Regions from separate parts of the Zea mays genome. Here region 2 is linked to region 1. The links are chromatin contacts, called in public Hi-C maps. All regions are on one chromosome and are shown on one strand. The core of a region is the stretch at or near the end of the contact, and the rest is flanking DNA. Distances in the headings are between cores, read along the strand shown.

Region 1 (3,011 bases), core at 264-2,763:
CATAGTACAAGTATAGCTCCATCAAGAACACGGAGTGCCCTTTCAACCTCAATGGTGAAATCCACGTGACCTGGAGTATCAATAATATTAATCTGCATTTAAATTGTAAGATGAGCTTTCAATTCCTCATAATAGGAACAATGTAATGTGATTTCAAACAAAAGAAACATTTGAACTATCCAACACAGTAAATCATTCTTTATGCTAGTAATTTTATAACGCAACATCAATGACTTATAGGGTCACTCTTGTTAGTTTTAGGCAAGTTTCCAAAAGACACTACAGTGTTAGCTCACTGCTTAGCTGACATGATTGCTAGGTCAACCAAGTGAAGATGGTGCCACCGCAGAAGGCATGTTCAAAAGCGAGATGCATTTACTCAGTAGAGTGTAATTTCTATTCTATGACATATGGGGCCCATGGCCAGAAGCCCACGCTGTAACAAAGAGAACTATTCACAATTTGGCAATGCAGATCGTGAACAGAGGAAGCTTTCCTCTTCTTGTTATCGTCCTGCATACTATCTCAAACTCCTCACGCCCCGGCGATCGTCGGCAGTCACAGGGTACAACATCAGATGTTCCTATATTACTCCCCTACCTGTCACTATTTTTTACTGCAGTGTGCCCGTGGCCTTGATAATTCTCAGTTCCCCATTTCCCATGTTACAATCATACATTCCTCACTTTGGCCCGCATCTATCTATTCTATAAATAGAATAGCTTGTTCTCTTATATTCTTCTTTTTTTTCAACCTCCCTCTACACACTTTGCCATTTACCTTCAAATAATAATAATAATAATAATAATAATAATAATAATAATAATAATAATAATAATAATAATAATAATAACAACAACAACAACAACAACGAAATCACAACCATCCGGGGTCTATAACAAAGGGAAACGGATCGATCAATCAGAACAAACAAATAAAGAGAGGCTGAGCAAAAACAAACGGACCTGGTAATCCTTCCAGGTGCAGTAGGTGGCAGCAGACTGAATGGTGATCCCCTTTTCGCGCTCTAGGTCCATGGAGTCCATCTTAGCACCGACGCCGTCACGGCCGCGCACCTCGTGAATCTCGTGGATCCGACCCGTGTAGTAGAGGACTCGCTCTGTGAGCGTCGTCTTCCCGGAGTCGATGTGCGCGGAGATACCGATATTCCGCATCCGGCCCATCGACTCCCGCCACCGCGCCACATCCTTCTCGTCCCGTGCACGCAGGGCCGACGCCGACGACATCGCCCGCCTCGCCGACGCGGCCGCCGGCGAAGAGTCGACGAGGTGCGGCTGGAGGAGGAGGGAGAAGGGCCGGAAGGCGGATAGGAGATGGGAAGCAGAACGCCGCGTCATGGCCATCGCCGCCTTTAGGAATCGCGACCGAGGCGGCAGCGATGGCTCTGGGTTTTGGACTTTGCGTGGCCTAGGTCGGCTACAGAAAACCCTAGAGAACAACACCCAGAGTGAAGCAGCTCTTTTGGCTGACTCTTGAAGTGCAGCAGCACTTTGGCTGACTCCAACAGGCCAGCCTCTTACTACCAAATACCTAGTTTCCAACAGGCCAGCCTCTTACTACCAAATACCTAGTTTTTAAGTCAGCTTTTGTGAGAATGATAACTATATAAAATCAATGTGAATAAAAAATCGGTGAGTCATCATGAAAGTAGAAATATGTCACTTTCTAGCTTCTAAACCCTAAGAACCAGTGACGATGGACAAAAACTCCTTTTGTATGGCTCTAAGCAACTAGGTCAGATGGGCGAAGGGCAGAGACCGATGGCTGCGAGTGGAGACCGGAAGCTGATGTTCGGTGGGTGGGCGGTGGAGGCTAGAGCTTTGTTGGACTTAGGTCTGCGTGATGCGGTCGAGGCTGATTGGCGGAAGAGGGCGGGGATCGAGAGGACAACAGGATGTGGCTGGGATTATCGAACTGGCCAGCCATGGGCGAATGGCGAAGCTGAACTGCTGAAGGTTTATTGTCACAACGACGGGTGACGCCATGGCGACGTGTGAGAGACTGGCTACTGAGGGATGTCGGCTGCTTGGGGTGGACTGGTGGAGACGTGGAGTTGTGGTCTTGTGAGAATTGGGCTACGTATTGATTAATTTTGTTTTCAAAGAGGGTATGGCTCAGGCTATAATAAGCCATAATAGGCCATTCGCCTCTGCTATGAATTCCTTTATCTCCCTCCATACGTAATTTTCACGATACTCAGATTCTCCTCACAGCCAGATTGCCACATCCTCAGAAAAGCTTCTTAGAAAAAAGCCGAAACAAACAGACCCATTATAGCTAGCAAGCTATTTGGCATCCATTCTTTGTTGTGTATTACTTTAGGGATGGCAATGGATATCTAATACCTGGTACCCGATAGGTAAAAATCCTGTTAGGACACAGGTATAGTGAATTTTGATACATATGGGCATTAATTGGATCAATTGTTATATACATCGGGTATGATAGGTATGGGTATGTTCTCTCTTGTCCCATACCGCTACCCGATAGGAAAACCTGCTAACATATGGCATGTGGGTCCGGATTAAGAAGTTTTGTCGGGTATCGTAATTAGGGATACCCCCAACACTCCTAAACACGGCTGGTAACCACCATCAGCACAAACCGCAAAGACTGATGGGCGCGGTTCAGGTCAAGGCCTCGTCTACCAAGGGACGCGATCTCGCCTCGCCCGAGCCTGACCTCGGGTGGGAACAGTAGTCCCGTACGAATTCACGTCTCGCCCGAGGGCCTCCTCAGGCGAGGGGCGCACCCTCGACTCGCCCGAAGCCCAGCTCGGGCAGGCTTCGTTGTGAAGCAACCTTGACCAAATTGTCTCACCAACCGACCGTATCGTAGGCGCATTCAATGCGGGGATCACCTGACACCTTATCCTGACACGCGTGCCTCAGTCGGCAAGGTCGAAGTGACCGCAGTCACTTCGCCCTTTCACTGACCGACCTGACAGGAAAACAGCGCTGCTCGCCCCGCTCCGACTGCTGTGCCACCCT
Region 2 (3,328 bases), core at 43-2,542, 140 kb after region 1:
CAGGTGAACAAATGCACCATAGTGGAACACTGAGCCCACAATTCCATCATAGATGTCGCCAATCTTTATTCGGGAAGAGTATGTTGACCAACTAGCATCCTTCTCAGAGAAGACAAGTTTCTTTTCCTCCTCATTCACTTCAGCCACCTAGAGCGGTTAGATTCAGCTTCTTAATAAATCTTGGGTCCATTTCATCCAATTTTCAGAGTAATTTTGTGAGGCATGTATCATTGAACTTGTTGGGTTCATTTCACTATGTTTCTTTTATGATGCTGGAAGTAACGATAGGTATCATTGAAGCTGTGATATGAGCCAGGACATTACATAAAAAATATAGAATACATATGGATCGAAGTTTTGGCACATCCATACAGTATATTGCAACAAAATAGCTACAGACAACTGTGCAACAGAATCAGAAGCTGCAATTGAGAAGGCAGAGAGAAATCAGTTACCTTGACAGAAATGGACGTTCCTACTAGGTCTTTCGTAACATCTTGGATGGGCCTTTTGGGGTCTGCAAGCTTAGCTACAATCAAACACTACCTCGTATGTCGTATCTACTAGCAAGTAGCAACCACAGGATGGTCACAGAAACGTGCACAACAGAAGAGACAGGGAAAGCGCTAGTACCTTTACACCAGTGCGCGGGGCTGAGGAGAGGGTTGGGCACGAACCCCTGCAGGGAGTTGAACCTGACGATGAGCCCGCCGCTGTTGGCCCTCAGCACCGGCAGCGAGAAGATCCTCCCCTGGTCCTTGCACGCGCGCGCGGATTCCCAGTCCGCAGCGAACTGCAGGACAGACGGAGCGAGCTTCCTCAATCGTCCCTCACTTTGGCATTTCATCGAGCAGCAGCCAAGCCGCGTTGTCCAGAAGCCAGCACGCGAGAAGGGGGTAGCTACTAGCTAGCGCTCAGGAAACGAACCTGCGGCAGGCGCACCTCGTCGAGCGGGGCAGCCGAGGCGTCTCCCTGGCCGGCGGGGGCGCCGGTTCCCTCGGCGGTCGCGGAGAGGAGGACGGGCCGGTGGTGGAGGCGGGCAGGGAAGGGGAGGAAAGGAACTGGGCTCCTCTGGGCGGTACCGGGGAAGGCCGCGAGCGAAGGCCCCGGCCTGAGGGACGCCGCCAGCATTGCGCTCGTACGTAGGTGTGGGCGGGGGCGGGGCTGCTGGCGTCCGGTGGCCTTGGGGGGTGTGCCGGGGGGAATTCCGTGCCGGGGCCCGGGGGGGATTCAGAGGAGCGAAACGAGTGGAGGTGGGAGGGGAGGCGCGGGCTGATTCTGATTCAGGCTGTGAGATAGATTGCCACGTGGCTCGGCAACATTCTCCCCCGTCTTCTGGAGGGAGAGAGAGAAGCAATGTTGTCCACACGAGTACACCACTGTACTTGTACCACTAGAAGGTTCAACTCGGAGGTCCGGAGCCCAATAGGCCAATATCATGTTCCGCGTCTCCACTCATAAATCTACCAATTATTTTATTAGTTTGTGTTGTTGGAGCGTATAAATTTTATAAAAATACATAATATTTTTTTTATCAAACTTCAGTTTATTTTTTATAAAAAACAAACGAACAGGTTAAACGATTGCCCAAGTTCCAAACAGGGTCAAATGTCTCCACGCATAAATAACTGATACTTTAGACTGGAAAACAGCAATCACCCACAAATGGCCTTGATATACAATTTTCCATATGCTACAAATACAATGGTTTATTGAGACTATCAATTTTCCTTACTGTTTATTACAATATCCAATTCGCCATACTAGATGACATACTACCAATACAAGTGTAGTTGCTAAAAAATAGTCAAACTCAGCACCCTAACAAATTTAATAAAGTATATTTAGTTTGCACGGGAGATTAATTTGGCGCCATCGGCTCCCCGCCTCGCCGATCAGGCGGAGGAGCTCCACTGTCCGGCCCTCTCGAAGCCGTTCTTGCCATAGTAGTAGTCCTCCATGGCCTTCTGAATCTGGGCGCGCGAGTTCATGACGAAGGGCCCGTGCTGCACCACGGGCTCGCCGAGCGGCTGCCCGGCGACGAGGACGAACCTCAGCGGCCTGGTGGACCTGTTCCACACGCTGACGCCGTCGCCGGGGCCGAGGACGAGGCAGTAGTGCGCCGTGGCCGTCTCCCGCCCGAACACGCCCTCGCCGTCGACGACGTAGACGAAGGCGTTCCAGCCCTCCGGGACGGGCTGGTGCAGGCGAGACCCGGGACGCATGGTGAAGTCCACGTACATGGTGGGGGTGCGCGTGTACACGGGGGACGCCGCGCCGAGGGCCTCCCCGGCAATGACGCGGGCCTCCACGCCGCCGTCCTCGCTCTCCCCGCGGCTGATGTCCTTGCTCTCCAGCTCCTGGTACCGCGGCTCGATCATCTTGTCCTTGGAGGAGAGGTTGATCCAGAGCTGCAGGCCCTTGTGCACGCCGTCCCCCGCCGGCATCTCCGAGTGCACGATGCCTCGCCCCGCCGTCATCCACTGCACGTCCCCTGTCTTGATGGTGCCCTTGTGCCCAGCGAAGTCCTGGTGGGTGAATGCCCCCTGCAGCAGCCAATAACCGGAACCACAAGGATGGGGACGTTTGAGCGAACAGCTCGCGTGCGTTGAACAGAAGAGAAGAGGAGCGAAGCATTGAGTTGAGCAGACGCAACGAACCTCGAGCATGTAGGTGACGGTCTCGAATCCTCTGTGGGGGTGGTCGGGAAACCCGGCGGGCTTGTAGACTGCGACACCAATCGAGAGAGAGGTGAGGGCGCAAACAACAAACAGCCATAGACGGGCGAGCAGGAAAGTTCGGATGATCCGAGAAGGCTGGAAATCTGGGCGTAGATAGAGTGGTAGTACCTGTGAACTCGTCGAGCAGGAGGAAGGGGTCCAGGTTGCGGAGCTCATGCCTGCACGGACGCGCAAGGCGGCAAGGACAAGTCAGCCAACGCCTCCTGATATTCGAGGAGAGAAGCAGCATGACGGAATCGGATCATCTGCCAGCGTACCTGCCGATGCTCCTGCGGACGGTGGCGCCCTGCCCCTCGGGCTGCGACTCCGCGAGGACCTTCTTGACCACGGCCCTGGGCTTCTCGAACGGCGCGGCGTCGGAGGCGGACGACGACATGGTCCGAGACCGAGCTGGGGGCAACGAGACGGTGGGGATCAAGAAGACGACGGAGAAGAGGAGGAGGAGGAGGAGGAGCAGGAGGATCACGAGGAGCAGGAACTGCTTTTGGGTGATATGAGTAGTAGTTGATGTACTTGTTCGGCGGCGATGGGGTGTGTTGTTGCCGAACCTGGCGATGGCGGAGGTATAAATACTAGGGGAGGAGACC

What was found. Hi-C and Micro-C count contacts between places; a contact is called where the count stands out from the background.
Region 2: a contact with region 1 is called in a Hi-C map of tassel, with 4 times the contacts expected there. The contact joins the promoter of LOC100284950 here to the promoter of LOC100381906 in region 1. A contact is called at or near these places in 5 of 25 Hi-C or Micro-C datasets (ear, endosperm, leaf and 1 more).

The regions. Positions count from the first base shown.
Region 1 is chr1:304,561,199-304,564,209 of Zm-B73-REFERENCE-NAM-5.0, forward strand. LOC100381906 reads right to left here and starts at 1,514. Exons shown (of 20, transcript NM_001361553.1): 1 at 966-1,514; 2 at 1-92. The coding sequence starts at 1,364.
Region 2 is chr1:304,697,029-304,700,356 of Zm-B73-REFERENCE-NAM-5.0, forward strand. It overlaps LOC100284950 (30S ribosomal protein S1, chloroplastic-like), which reads right to left and starts at 1,293. Exons shown (of 10, transcript NM_001374382.1): 1 at 928-1,293; 2 at 634-793; 3 at 456-517; 4 at 1-147. The coding sequence starts at 1,131. LOC100193073 reads right to left here. Exons shown (of 5, transcript NM_001326386.1): 1 at 3,255-3,328; 2 at 2,999-3,131; 3 at 2,850-2,899; 4 at 2,661-2,728; 5 at 1,610-2,546. The coding sequence ends at 1,896.